2 separate regions of the Sus scrofa genome follow, and region 2 is linked to region 1. Evidence: chromatin contacts called from public HiChIP or PLAC-seq data. All regions are on one chromosome and are shown on one strand. Each heading gives the region's core, a stretch centred on a gene start, on an enhancer-like site or on the middle of the called end of the contact. The rest is flanking DNA. Distances are from core to core; before and after follow the strand shown.

Region 1 (7,597 bases), core at 3,822-6,321:
ACAGGTTGGTCCTTTTGTTCAATTAATTGTTGCGATGGGTTACATTTGGTAATTATTTCATGTTATCCTAAGAGTCAAAATTAGATTAGTTCTCAAGAAGAGACTTGGAATAATTTTCCTTCCTTTAAAATCAAAATTTAAAACTCCTCTTTGTGCAGGAAAATGCTTCTGGGCCATTCCTTGAGGATTTGGACTAACAGCAGAGTCTCCCAGAAGTAGTTAAATTCATGGGTGTTTTTCTTCTAAAGCATGTTTATGTATTTTAAAACTTTATAAGCTACTTTCAAGTAGCTGGCAGTGTGCTTCCTGGACTCTTGTGGCTTTGACTTTTGCTCAGGAATGAATGAAGTTGAATCTGGTGCTCAGGAAGGGCTAGCTGACTGAAAGGAGTGGTTTCTGTACTCCAGGGTTGCAGGTAGTGTGCGATTGTGTAGCTCTCGTGCCCTCTTCCCCGAATACTATGTTACAACTGCTTTTTACCTGAGAGCTTCTTTTTTTCCCTGGGTTAATGAGCATGCTGCTGTTACTCTGGCATTTGAGATCCTTTGAAGACTGGTCCTCACCTTCTCTCTAACCCTGTCTCCTGTTAATTCACAGCCCCACTGCAAATCTTCAGACACCTGGTTCGTCATCAGCCTTTAAACCAAGAGATGTAGATTGATGAGAATCTTGGAGGGAGGGAGGGAGGCTGGGATTACCTGGACATGCTCAAGCTGTGTTCTCAGCCTGGGCTGAATGTTAGGCTTGCCTGGGGGCCATCTAAAACTCACAGGCTCAGCTCACAGCCCACACCACTGAGGATTTTAGAGAATGGGACCCAGGTGGTTGCTGAGGTTGGGCGCCACACCCTCGAGGCAGGTAGCTTCACCACAAAGAATGCAGTGCTGTGGGTTATTTTCTCTGCTGTCTCTCAAGCTCTGTCTCTGCTCTAAACCCACAATCCACATTCCAGTCTCTCAATCTTTGCTCCCTTCCTAAGAACCCCACTAGGAACATTCTCTCTTCACCCTTCACCTACCATGTTCACCCTCGGGGTTTTATCTCTTTCCCAGGCTTCCAACTAGACCTTCCAATTTACAATGATCTCCTGAATTTTCATAACAGAAAACGTTACATTCACTTATTTAGTAAATACTAAGTAATGATACATTCCACTAACTTTTTCTCAGTACTCTCTCAATATCTGCATCATAACATCCAGCCCAATGACCTCTCTGAACAACACATTATATTAAAATATTTCTGCAGCTTTTGGCTACCAGTGTTCCTTATTTAACTGTAAGTTGGCGTTTTAGAACCTAGATCCTTTTTCTTTCTTACTCAGTAGTTTTGAAGTATTTTAACCCATGGATTCCTTTGAAAATCTTAAGTAAACTTCAACTCATATAAACACTCCATTTTACGTACAGCAGTGGGCTCAGGAGCCCCTTTGAAACATGTCCTTGGACTTGTTTTATCTGTTTATTCTCAGCTAAGAAAAGGTTATGAAGAAAGTGATTTTTTGGGGGGGTGGGGGCAGTGCCCACAGTGTGCAGAAGCTCTGGGGCCAGGGATGAAAAGGGATTTTTTGGAGGAGTGAGAGGAAGGTAGTTTGGACAAGATCTTTTCTTAGGAACCACAGTGTGAAAATAAGAGTGGGTTCTTCTGATAGGAGAGTGGCATTTGGCCTGAGGAGAAGAGGGCTTGCAGAAGGTAGAAGGGCACCTGCGTTTCTCCCCTCCCTGCCTGGTCCTGGGCCAGGTTGGGTGGACCACCTGTTAGGACTCAGTGGCAAAGCAGGAAGAACTAATATCAGGACCGACCACTAGATGTCGCCACAACATCAATTAGTTTTCCAGCTTTCAGCACCAGTTGCCTGAACCCAGAGGTAGAATAGCAATAGTAGGGACTTCCTGTCAGGAATCTAATTCTGCCAAACGTCAGCAGGATTTGCCTTTATTATTGTTTTTTTCAATACACGGAAGAGCAAAGGGTGAATAAAGGTATAGTCATAATAAAGAAATGGAAAGGGAAAGAAAAGATGAGTGAGGTAGGTCAAGTGCGGAATGGGACCTGACCCCAGGGTTCCGATTTCCTCTAGAACTGCCCTTTCTTGAAAGTAGCTTTTCCTGTCTCTGTGAGAATGGGTGTTGGCTGGACAGGCCTTTCAATCTTCTAAAATAGGTTAGTTTTATTATGTAACTCACTTTACTGATATTGCAACATCCATTTTGAGCCAATTGTGGACTGTCCTTTCAGTGAGAATTTGGATGATGTGCTATTACTTCAAAAAAGGTACTTTAAAAAGTTCTTTTTTTCCTTGCAATGCAGCCAAGTCTGTTCCCACAGTAGACATTAGCTCACTTTTTTTTTTTTTTTTTTTTTTTTTAGGGCTGCACCTGAGGCATGGAGGTTGTCAGGCTAGGGGTAGAATAGGAGCTGTGGCTGCCGGTCTACACCACGGCCAGAGCCACACCACATCTGAGCTGTGTCTTCGACCTACACCACAGCTCACGGCAACACCAGACCCTTAACCCACTGAGCAAAGCCGGGGATGGAGTCCGCAACCTCATGGTTCCTAATCGGATTCGTTTCTGCTGCGCCACGACGGGACTCGGGCATTAGCTCCCTTTGATTTATGACCACACGTTGTACCCTTGAACCCAGTCAAATCTTTTATAAATGCATATATTTTGGCAAGAAAGTGTATATCATAAATCCATCTTCATTAATTTACAAAAACAATGTTTGAGTCAGGATATCCTTCGACATTAAAAAATGTATCACTCTTGCAATTTATTTAAAAATGACATAAGGATGTCTTTTTGCTTCAGGGTAGTACAGTTATATCAACACGTCAAAAGCCTAGATGGGATGGATGACTATCAATCCTGTCTTGGAGTATTTGACACCTTGAATGTGACAGCAGTTTACATTACCTTTCTGATTCCTGAGTTTTGAAAAAGATCCTTTGGAAGTCAATAAACTTAGCAGAAAGTAAATCTATTTTTCCATGTGCTGCAAATCTGGTGAGCATTCTCTCACTGACCAGGGCATTGTTGACACAACGTGGGTCTCTGGGGAAGAAATGACTCACTCTGTTCAGTGTAGCTTAGCCCTCACCCAGGGGAGTCCTGCTGGTTTGGGGACATGAGCAGCTTGCTCTCTGTGCAAAAGGGGCTCAAAAGGAAGGAGGGAGGCAAGACTCCTTGAGCCTCTCTATTTTAGAATTCCTCTTGGGACAAGGATGCCATCCACTGTAGGAAGTATTCACTCAGAAATGCTGCCTCACGAGAGCTGAGGCTGTGAGGTGAGCCCAGCTTGGCTGCAAGGCCTGCATGGCCCAAGCAGGTAGTTTGGGCCACAGGACCTGCTTCTCAAGCTCTTGGTGTGTTTGTCTCCCGCAGGTGCACAGCTTTAAGGGCTACTGGGAAAAACTGAATGCCAACCTGGAATATGTTAAGTACTCCAAGCCACACTTACACTATAACAACAGCATGGTCAGGAGAGAGTGGCTCAGCCTGATCTCGGAAGAGGTACGTGTGGGTTCCTGAGAGCAAAGCTAGAAGCAGAAACTTAGTGGATAAAGGTCAGATGATGCCCTGAGGTCACAAGGCTAGCTTTGTCCACAGCGCTCTCCCCAGCTGCCAGGCGCTGTTGATGGGTGCTGCTAACGTCCGGTAGGCTGACCAAGGTGCTTCTCTGATCTCTCTCCTCTTGAAGAGGAAACGCAATGCAAAGAGTTTAAGAGACACACATGGCATGTCCATAGAAAAAGCAGGACTGACCTGTTTTCTTGCATTACTCCATGATAAATTGATTTAAACAAATCCAAGTGTTCCCAAATTAGTGGCTGCTGGGCATGTGGGATGGTTGAAAAGCAGAAGAGTGACTGTGACCCCTGTAAAGGGTAGGCAAGGGGAGATCTTCGAGGTGATGGAGCTGTTGTGTGTCTTGATTGGGTGGTACCTCGTGGTATGTGAATTTATGCATGTGTTCAAAGTGTGGCAGAAGTACACACTCAATGTACCAGTGCCATGTTCCTGATTTTGGTGTTGCACTATAGTTATTTATATGAGATGTAAACACTGGGGTGGGGGAGGGTACGTGAACTCTCTAAGTAGCATTGTTGATATAGTTGTGGTGTTATTGTACATAATATATAGGTGACTTTTAACTCCTTGGAGATATGTAATGGTTTCAGAATAAAACTTTTTTTTTGGGGGGGGGGGGTTGTCTTTTTAGGGCTGCACCCATGGCATCTGGAGGTTCCCAGCCTAGGGGTCCAATGGGAGCTAACAGCTGCCGGCCTGCGCCACAGCCACAGCAATACCAGATCCATCCAAGCCACATCTGCAACCTACACTACAGCTCAAGGCAATGCAGGATCCTTAACCCACTGAGCAAGGCCAGGGATCGAATTCGAGTCCTCACGGATGCTAGTTGGGTTTGCTAACCTTTGAGCCACAACAGGAACTCCAAAAACTGATTTTTTTTTTTTACTAGTATTTTTAAAGAATCTAGGTGTTCTGATTACCTGGAAAGTATCTCTTTTTCTGAACTCTTAACTCTTACTGCATTATGACTCCGTGTGTAAAATGTCACCCACAAAATTTCAACTTCCACACCTCTGATGTGTCCTCATTTGTAGAAAACAAGAAAAAGAAGGTCGATGGTGTATGTGAGAAATATTCTTGATAATGCAATGAAGTAAGTAAAACGAGGGATTAGTTTAGCTGTAAGATAGCTATCTTTTACAGTTAACTCAGGAAAATAGTTTACTTGTGTTGTGTAACCTTAGCAAGATGATGCTGTCTGCTTAGGAATGCAGCCACCTGCACCCTAGTCTTGAGTTTGGAGCTGCAGTTTCTAGTGGGAAAAGTTTATGTGTTAAACTTTTTAGATTCACATCCTGGGGGTGGATGACTTAGTAGGAAAAAGTGGTAAAGAAAGCGTTTATTAACTGAGCATGTTAGGGGTGGGTACAAACAGTGGTTTGATTTTTAAAAAGTGTTAGTGGGCTGGTGAGCCTGCTCTTGTTTTGAAAGTGTATTTTCTGGGTAGATGAGTCATCTCGGAGTGCTTACAAGCATAGGCTCCGTTCCAATTCCTGTTCTATTTTCTGTTCCCATTATTTCCAATAACTGAGTGCCGCAATTGTTCTACGTTATTGTCATTGTTTGCACTAAAGACTTATGAGATTTTATAATTGCCTAATGTGGCTTTTGCCAAGTTGATTAAAGTTTTTGAGGTTTGCAACAGCCCGAAAACAGTTTCTGCAGTGGTTTTATGGGCTTTTAAAGGACATTGTCTCTGTATGGTATTGTGGCTTTTTTTTTCTTTTAAATAATGCTTCCTGTGTGAATAACATTGGCTAATTTCTTTGTAGGGTGATTTCTAACCTAGAAGCAAGGAGTGCGGGTAAGAAAAGACCTGTAATGAAGCCTTCTGGGTTTCATACCATATTTTGTTTGTAACATGGTTCTCCCTCCCACTGTGGGTTGGCAGGGAAATCACTTCCAATAGCACCCTTTCCTATCTTCCCATCAGAATGGTCACCCAGCTCCTTTCACGCCTCTCTTGGCATCAGGTCCTTTGGGGACAGCCGCTGAACGTGCCTTTGCCAGAGGAGTCTTTGACTGTTTGTTTTCTTTTCTTTTTAAAAATTTTTAAATTAAAGTATTTACCATGTTCCTTCCATTTCTGCTGTACAGCAAAGTGACCTTGTAATAATATGAAAAAATATATATATTCTTTTTTCATACTATCTTCCATCATTTTCTATCCCAAGAAATTGGACATACTTCCCTGTTCTGTACATAGAGTAGAACCTCATTGCTTATCCATTCTAAATGTAATAGTTTGCATCTACTAACTGCAAACTCCCTGGCCATCCCTCTGCACCCTGCCACGTCCTTGGCAAATACAAGTCCACTGTTGATTTTCCTTACATTTCCTCATAGAGCTGATCTAATTAACATGCCCTCTGCTGTACCTGAATAGTATACTTCCCTCGGCTTAAGGCTGCTTTCTCTCCAGCTGTCTGATGAGGGAAGGGTCTTTGACTTGCATGGTCCTTTCATTTGGGTTATTAGCTCACGGGGGTAGGAGGCTAGGTCATGGGGTGCGAAGACGAGGGGCCTCTAGACAAGCAGTGTGGTTATGAGGGAGGAGCATGGCTTCAAAGCAGACAGAACTGGGCTCCAGCTTGGCCACATGTTGACTCTGTACTCCCAGGCAAGCCATTTATTCATTTTGTGTGTTGTCCTTCCCAGGGCAAGGGTGGGAAGAAAATGAGAGGAAATGTTTGTAGGGCCCAGTCCCTGGCTTGGTGCTGGGATGCCCTAGGGGGCTGCTTTATCTTTAGCATGTGAGGAAGCAATGCTAACACACAGCTTCTAAACTAGAGGGCTGGCATTGTGCAGCTGCAGGCTGCAGGGGTGAGGGCTTGTGGGGAGTAGGGACAGTGGTTGGAAAAGGCTTCTCAGAGAGGGTGATGTGGAAGCCAAGTCTTGACAAACAAGGGGGACTCAGCTGAGGGAAACCAGGGGAAGAGGATGCTCAGCATATGCACACACAGGCTTTTCTGTGGTTTTGTCAGTGGAACTCTTTCACACCTCCTAAAGGTCAGCTTCTGTTAAAAAAAAAGAGCTGTTGTTTTTATACCCCACTTCCATGTTACAGCCTTGGCCACTGAGGTACATGCAGGGTGACCCCAGAGGAAATGATTTTGTACAGTGCATTGGCTCATATCCTGTAGCTGTGCGCATGGCCCTGTGAGCTGTGACTTCACTGAGCAGCCCCAGGGGACCAAGCCATTAGGCCTGAAGCCCCGGGTCTTCCACCAGCACCAGGCAGGAGCAGTAGGCCAGGCACACATGAACGTGTGGGATTCAGGCTCCCCCCTTGCACTGATGGGGGACTTGCAACATGGGAAGTGTGGCTGGTCTGGCCAGGGCTTCCGTGTGTCCTCTGTTCCTGTGTCCTGTCAGAGCTCCTTCTGCTCCTGAACTTTAGGCCCATTTGCATCCTATCACTAGTCATTCTCTCTTGTTGCACTTCAGGGAACTTGGCCCTTCCTCTCACGGGCTTTGCTTGTGCTAGTTCCCTAGAAAGAATGTCATCAGTGTCAGAAAACAGAACATTCTCTGTGTGATTCAGGGCTGCTGGGCTCTAGTTTTGTATTGTTTCATCTTAATCAGGCAGGTCGGGTAGGATCCAGACAGGATTTATCCCAAGGGGTGCAGAAGCAGTTCTGCCCTCTTGACCCGTGCTGGGGCTTGGGTTCTGGGAGAGGAAGATGGGCACGAAGGTTCTGTCAGGGAGGCCAGGGCAGATCTTCAAAGACACATGGTTTGCCCCTCCAGTCTCGCCTGTGCCGTACACATCATGGTGCAGAAAGCACCATCTGATGTAACCTTCCATGTCTCTTTTCCATCCCGATCTAGCTAGTTTTTCAATTACCTTGTGCCAGTTATCATTTGCCGCAGTAATTGACCGGTCCCCTCACCTCGGTAACTCAATCAACTATGACTGGGGTCAGAAAGAAGGGACTCAAGCAGCCCTTCCACCAAGTTCCTGTTCCTGGGTTAAGAGAGGGCCTGCGTCCTTCAGTCTC
Region 2 (7,597 bases), core at 1,771-4,270, 490 kb after region 1:
CTGGACAGCCCCCCAATCTAATCCTAACTGATACAATGACCATAATGTACAACTCAAGCTGCAGCATTATCAGCTCAAACAACAAAACCTGGAGGTGATGTTTGTGACAGGCCTGGCTCCCTTCCGATAAGGAAGTAGCACCCCAGTAAGCTCTCTTTCTCAGGATAAAGCAATGGCTTACCCAAGCAGACTCTTATCAGGGATGAAGCAAGTTTCAGACCCCCAGCGAAGCCCTACCACCTTTTCCCTTACCCTCTGGCTATAAAAACAAGCAGCCAACATCTACTGGGGGTTGGCTTTCCCTGACCATCGGAAGGCATCCTGCTGTACTAGCAGCATTTATTATCTCAATAAACTCATCTCTCTTCTTACCTCACTTGGAGTCTGGAAATTCTTTTTTCAACCCATGCTTGGACCATGACACACACCTTGCAAGCTTAGGGAAGCTATAAAATCACAAAAGGTAACTATCCAAAAATAGAGCTTTCCCAATCCAAAAGTGCACACAGAGAGCTGCACGCATGATTGCTATACTTATACTATTTATTGAGCACTTGTATGTGTCACTTTATTGTATATTATCTGACTTAATTCTCACAACATTCCCATGAGACAGATATTATCCTTGTGTTACAAGTGATGTACTGGAGGTTTACAGAGTTTAATAGTATGCCTAAAGACAAAAAGCTGGTAATAGTTGTACCTGGAAATCCAGCTCAAGTTGATTAGATCCCAAAGCCTATGCTCTTTCCATTAATCATAATGAATCTGCAAGGATAATTCCATAAATTTATCTTGAAGAGATACCTAGGTTCTAAAGTTAGTAGCGGAGTTCCCGTCGTGGCGCAGTGGTTAACGAATCCGACTAGGAACCATGAGGTTGCGGGTTCGGTCCCTGCCCTTGCTCAGTGGGTTAACGATCCGGCGTTGCCGTGAGCTGTGGTGTAGGTTGCAGACACGGCTCGGATCCTGTGTTGCTGTGGCTCTGGCGTAGGCCGGTGGCTACAGCTCCGATTCAGCCCCTAGCCTGGGAACCTCCATATGCCGCGGGAGCGGCCCAAGAAATAGCAACAACAACAACAACAACAACAAAAAGACAAAAGACGAAAGACCAAAAAAAAAATAAATAAAAAAAAAATAAAGTTAGTAGCACACAGTCAACAGCATGGTCTGACAAGGCTAGCCCTTCTTTTTTTTTTTTTGCATTTCTTGGGCCGCTCCCACGGCATATGAAGGTTCCCAGGTGAGGAGTCAAATCAGAGCTGTAGACACCAGCCTACACCAGAGCCACAGCAACGTGGGATCCGAGCCGTGTCTGCAACCTACAGCACAGCTCATGGCAACGCCGGATCCTTAACCCACTGAGCAAGACCAGGTACCAAACCTGCAACCTTATGGTTCCTAACCACTGAGCCACGACGGGAACTCCAAGGCTAGCCCTTCTTGCTTTCAACAATGTCTTTTATCCTTTCAAAGTAAAAAGCACTTAGTAGACACTCAATAAATACTAGTTCCCTTACAATTGCCTTTTTTTATTTTACATGGAGATTTCAAATGATGTAACTAATCTATTTAATTGCTTAACTGTTCTCACTTAAAGTTACTCAGAAAAGAACAAATAGTATTTCACACTTGCCCCAGCATTCACTTTCACCCAATTAAAAAAATGGGCTCCAAACAACACACATACACTTACACACCACAAACATTTCCTCCCCCTATAAAACGGAGACACAATGAGGAAAGAATGAGAAAGGAATGAACTTTCAAGCAAGAATTCTAAAGTACGGGCAATTCTCAACTTACGATGGTTCAATTTACGATTTTTCAACTTCACAATGGTGCAAAAGTGATAGGCATTCAGTAGAAATCCTACTCTGAATTATGAATTTTCATCTTTTCTCAGGCTAGTCATATGTGGGCTGAAAAATACTCCCTTGCCATGCTGGGCAGTGGCAGCAGGCCACAGCTCCCAGTGAGTGACTGGGATCACTGGCTATCCATCAAGATGGTAAACAACCCAAACACTTAGAACCATTCCCTTTTTTACTTTCACTACAGTATTCAATAAATTACATGAGAGAGTTAAGACTTAATTATAAGATAGGCTTTGTGTGAGATGATTTTGTCCAAGTGTGGGCTAACATAAGTATTCCGAGCACACTGAAGGTAGATCAAGCTTAGCTACAATGTTTGATAGGTTAACTGTATTAAACGCATTTTCAAATTATGATATTTTCAACTCACATCATGGCTATGAGGACATGACCCCATCCAAAATCAGGAAGATCTGTACCTCATCTCTGTGAAATGGTGTAAACGTCTAATTTAGATGTTTCAGCTTTGTGGTATCATGAGAGGATAAAAACTCTTGCACAAGTAGAAACAGGAAGTCTGTTAGGTTAAAAGAGTTTGGACTGGCCACAAACTCTCTAAGGTCCTTTCCAGCTTGAACGCTCCATGACTCAAATCATCTCTGTGTGACCCCTTTCTTTTACTGATAAAACAAGTCAGGTCAGAGAGTTACCTGACACTCCTAGGGTCCAGCTCTAGCTGGTGACGGAGCCTGGACTGTTGATTCACCATATTCTCACCTGAATTATTATGCTTGGAAACACTTAGAACCAAGAGAGTGTGTGGTCAGCATGGGAAGATAAATGACACATTTCACCCTATCAGGGGTTTTTCATTTAGTTTAGCTGATCAACAGATAAACTGGCCTCAAGTTTTAAAAAAAGCACTTTCAGCTCAGAAACTCTTTAAGCTATCATTAGTTACTTCAACCATACAATAGCACAATACTCTTAATATATATAGTAGTACTTCTCATCAACTCTCTGAACAAGCCAAAGAATTGAATATAGTAACTTGAAAATAAACATCTTTGTAGTTTGAAGGACCTTCAAAATACAAAAAATTACTTTCAAAACAAATTACTGCTATCTTCCAGTTGTCCTAGCATCAGGATCTTTTGCAAGCAAAACAGTTATCTACCCAGTTTAAGGATGGCCAGTAACAATGAGGAAGCTTGGCATTTCTTTATTCTGACAAATGCATTCTTCTGAGAGAGATTACAAAAGAGCACAGAAGTCTATAAGCATTTACTGTTGGATCAATATGTTACTGTCTCTTAATCTGGGAAGGCCCCCAAATTAAATAAACAGGAAAATCTACAGCCTCCAAGGGGAAAGAAGAATAGTTCTAGGTAGCAGGCACATACTGAGTTCATTTTCAATTACTTTCAAATTTATGCTGATCCATTCAAATGCCAGCCCTGTGCTCTGTCATAGCCAATAGTACTGACCATTCACAACCAACAGGTTTAGGGGCACAACCTAGGGCTGTGATGATGACCAAAGCTTGCTGATCCAAACCACTCTCATCTTCACAATTGATACCCTTTTCAAACAAGAAGCAGCAGTTTATATGCATATTCTGTCAAAGGGCAAGGCTGCTGTGCTTTCTTGGGCAAATGATTGAATCTCCCAGACTCTCAGTTTCCTATTTTCTTCATCTGTGGAAGTGGATTAATAATCTTACAAAGTGCATGTCCATAAAACCAAGCTAAAAATAAATATATAAAAGAGTACTTGAAAAAACTGTGTAAATTATAGTTATAATACATCATTTAACCAGGTAAGTTGATAAAAACTAACTGCCCCTGGGGATATGTGAGTTCATACATAGTATGTCACAAATACCTGTTAATAAAGTATTTAAAAATACACTAAGTGGTTACTAAATTTAAAAAACAAATCAAGCAAAGTATTTTAAGTATAGACAAGTAGAATTCTTCAGTATTCTACCAGCTAGAATGGTACAGGACTTGTACATTATGCTGGAAATCATATGGGTGATTTTTTTAATGCCAGTGTTATACATGCCCTTACAGGCCTTCAGGATAAAAGTGCTCGTTAACCATTAATTACAGGCACAGTTCACTTCCCCAATAATACTTCAATGAAAACATTGTCTTCCAGCTACAGCCATATTCTAATTTACAAAAAAAAAAAAAAAAAAAAAAAAAAAAGGGTAGAATGGAATGGAAAAACCCACAGCTATCTACCACTACAAAGAAAAAGCAGAATCAAACAACAACAAAATTAAAGGCAAACAGTACTTTTCCAAACACAGACAAAATGTTCTTAAAAATCCCAATTTCCCAAACTCACTAATAATCAAAGTAACATAATACCCTTTTTCAAATACATGAAGATGACTACCACCTAAACCACCAAAACCCAAACCCTATGATGGAATACTAATATTAAAATGTCCTTCACACAGTTGAAACTGGACTAATTAAAACTTAAAGTTTACAATATCAAATCTGCACAATTTGAAATCGTGAATGAAAAATAAGAGCATGAGAAATGGACCAAGCATTTTCCTCTCTTAGAGACGCAGGTATTCTTACAGCAGGAAAGTCTGAGGATATAACCAAATAAAATCTGAAAATTGTGACATTTTCAGTTTAATTTCAGTTTGAACTGGAGTCAATCTCTCTCAAGTTTTAAACAAGCCCTAAATTTCTTCTCTAATAGACCTAATATTTTCTTGCAATAAAATCAGACCACCGTGTGACATAGGTAATCTTTTCTTTTTAAAGAGTACATAACTTCTTTCTAAACGACATCGATGTCTGAGGATAAACCAAAACCAATCAAAGTTAAAACAGAAATGGAACGGCTAAATAACCATTGTCAACAAAGATGGAAATTAATTCTTAATTTCCAGAGAGCTGTATCTCAGGAATGATTTCTCTCAGTAAGTTAATCAGATACAGCAAACATGTCATTCCAATAAGCCAAAGTAAACCAGGTGAGTCATATTATAGATAGATCAACTGCAGTAAAGGCAAGGACAAGAAGAAAGTGACTTTTTAAAGGTTATCTTTTCTCATTCCCTTAATACCTTCCAGGTTCAACTGAGATGTGATGCATCTGATGAAGAGTATTTATCTCAACTACCAAGATTACAGCTAGTTCTATCCAAAAGCGGGGGGAACTATTTGAATAGCTGTCCTGAAAAGCCTGCAATAATACTCAATTTGAGAAACAAACTACCACCGGACAGAAAACTCAAGAAAGCACGGGCTTCCATCACCCCGCCGCACCTTCCTCCAATCTTTCGCTCATTCCGTGGTTAACTTTCAAGATCAAATGAGAAACCTGTTGGAACGGATTTTTACAAGATAAATACTATCGGTGAAGCAGAAATAAATTACTCTAAGGAAGTTGTTCACCCACTCGTTTACAATACAACCAAAAGATACACCCACATTTATTCCAATCAGTGAAGATGCAACCTAGAAATGTGCAGAGAAGACAGGACCCATAACAAAAGCCAAAGACGGCTCCCGAGTAGAGTAAAAAATCCTGTGGCTCCTTACCCAGGCAGCTTCAGAGATTCGGGCTCCCCACCTCGCGATGTGTGGAAATTCCAACGAATCCCTGCCACTCACAAGCGTAGCATCTCCAGGATGAGGCAGGGCTCGGGAGCAGGAATCGACCCACAGCCCGCTCTACTCCGCGAAGAGTCCAAGCAGCCCCAGGCCGGGGCGTGAGGCCACTCCACCCAAAGACCCAGGAGGAAGCGAGGCGCGCCGCGCTGGGGAACAGCTGGCGGGCGGGACCTGGAGAGGCGGGCGCGGGGGCGTGGGGGCGTGGGCTCACCTGGCGCAGGGGGAGGCCGGGAGCGCGCGCCGCCGCCGTGGCCGCTCCTCTGCTACCGGCCACAGCGCCCCGGCGCAGCGGGAGGGGCCGCGGCGGCCGGCGGCCGGGTTCCTCCGCCTCCGGTCCCGCCGCGCCGGCTCCGCCGAGAGCGCCAGCAGCTGCAGGCAGCGCCTCAGTGCTCGCCGCCTCACCATCCTGGGACGAGCTGGCGCCACGGTCCACCGAGCGCCCCGAGGCTGCGCGGGGCCCCAGCCCAGCTAGATGCCGTTCCGTGTCGCCCGGTCACTCACTTATTGTGACCTTAGAGCCTGCCAGCTCGGCGCGGGGCCGCCCGGCCAGCTCCTACCAAGATGGCCGCCCCCGCGGACCCTGGCGCGGAGGCGCGCTTCCCCCCCTCCCGGCCCGCCCGGGCATCCCCGACACTCTACCAGCCGTTCCGACACGGCCTGGCTGCCTAGACCACCTCCTAACTTTCAGGTCGCAGGAAAACCTGCCTTGTCGCACTCTGGCCCTAATTTCTAAAATTAAGAGGGATTTGGCCTCTCCCAGCCTGCGCGATCATAGTAGACCAGCACCTGGTAGCAAGATACTTAAAACCTATGGCGCCATGAGCCTGGTAGTGAAGAATCTAAACGGTAATTTGAAGTGTGTATAGTAGATATTAACTATTAATGGCGGCATTGCCTTGTCACGGTGTGTGCTAATTAACTTTTAAAAAGATATCACAGCCTCGTGCTATACACAGTTCTCATCTAAATTCGCTTCTTTAAAACAAAAACAAAAACCTCAGGATGATTTCGGTCTTCACCGAATTGTGATTCCCAGATTTTCCTTTTTGAACTGCCAGATACAATTCAGTTTCAAGAAGTAATTTGAAGGAGCTCTCATTGGGCTTGGGGCGCGCAGGCGGAGTGGTGTCCCCGGCCTCGCTCAGTGGATTAGGGATCTGGCCTTGCAGCTTGCATCCCCTGTTGGTGTGGCTGTGGTGTAGGTTAGCACCTGCAGCTCTGAGTCGACCCCTAGCCTGAGAACTTCCATATGCCCCACAGGTGCAGCCCTGAAAAGAAGAGAGGGAAACAAAAGTAATTTAAGTATAACCAGATGGAAATAGAATTCTACAATCGGGAGTTCCCGTTGTGGCGCAATGGTTAACGAATCCAACTAGGAACCATGACGTTGACGGTTCGATTCCTGGCCTTGTTCAGTGGGTTAAGGATCTGGCGTTGCAGAGAGCTGTGGTGTTAGGTTGCAGACACGATTGGACCCCTAGCCTGGGAACCTCCATATGCCGTGGGAGCGGCCCTAGAAAAGGCAAAAAGACCAAAAAAAAAAATTGTACAATCAGTAGTTGGGCAAAATGAGTCGTCTATAAGAGCCCTCTGGGGTGTGCCCCTTGGGCCAGAAAGAATTGCCCTCTGTCCCGGACTCTGAATGTAGCTAGAACGGTTGGAAAATGCAAAGCCAACTGTTTTGCAATTTCAAAGTGAACCTGCTGGTGTAATAGCGTCGGAATGTAAAGAAGATTATGTCAGGTGTGAACTTTACTCCCTCAGGGTAGCTTGCAATTGTAGTTGAATCTTATTGACTTAGGCGTATTAAAAGCTCCTGGCACCTGGGCAGGGCCAAGCGCATGCTCTCACTGAGTGGTACATCCCGTGCTACAGGAAAAGAGTGCTACAAACCCAAATGGTCAACTGAGGATACTAGGAGTTCAGATCTTCACAGTGCTCTTGGCTAAGGAACTTTATAAAAAGATGTCCTTTGTTCCTCTCACCCAATTCTTTATGATAAAGATTTTCAAATACACGGAAATTAGAGATGCCTTTCTGTTATACCACTTGAATAAATTGCAGAGATCAAAATGCATCACTCCTAAATACTTCAGGTTAATTCTTCTAGAAACGACATTCACTTCAGAACCA

Evidence for each region. HiChIP or PLAC-seq counts read pairs in DNA pulled down with a chosen protein or histone mark.
Region 2: a contact with region 1 is called in an H3K27ac HiChIP or PLAC-seq map of alveolar macrophages. The contact joins two enhancer-like sites. A contact is called at or near these places in 2 of 47 Hi-C or Micro-C datasets (embryonic fibroblasts and retroperitoneal adipose tissue) and 1 of 2 datasets of contacts at active chromatin or transcription factors (alveolar macrophages).

What each region holds. Positions count from the first base shown.
Region 1 is chr9:102,760,405-102,768,001 of Sscrofa11.1, forward strand. GSAP (gamma-secretase-activating protein) reads left to right here. Exons shown (of 32, transcript XM_021102559.1): 21 at 3,387-3,515; 22 at 4,631-4,689; 23 at 5,369-5,400. Among named protein-coding and RNA genes, the nearest start is that of GSAP, 69 kb to the left of the region's middle. Within about 2 kb of position 5,072, at least 28 of the 83 cell types and tissues checked have an H3K27ac peak or open chromatin away from gene starts, as enhancers often do. A contact at or near this core is called in alveolar macrophages, where this site is marked.
Region 2 is chr9:103,256,866-103,264,462 of Sscrofa11.1, forward strand. All of the region lies in intron 1 of NAPEPLD (N-acyl-phosphatidylethanolamine-hydrolyzing phospholipase D), which reads right to left. Among named protein-coding and RNA genes, the nearest start is that of NAPEPLD, 48 kb to the right of the region's middle. Within about 2 kb of position 3,021, at least 4 of the 83 cell types and tissues checked have an H3K27ac peak or open chromatin away from gene starts, as enhancers often do. A contact at or near this core is called in alveolar macrophages, where this site is marked.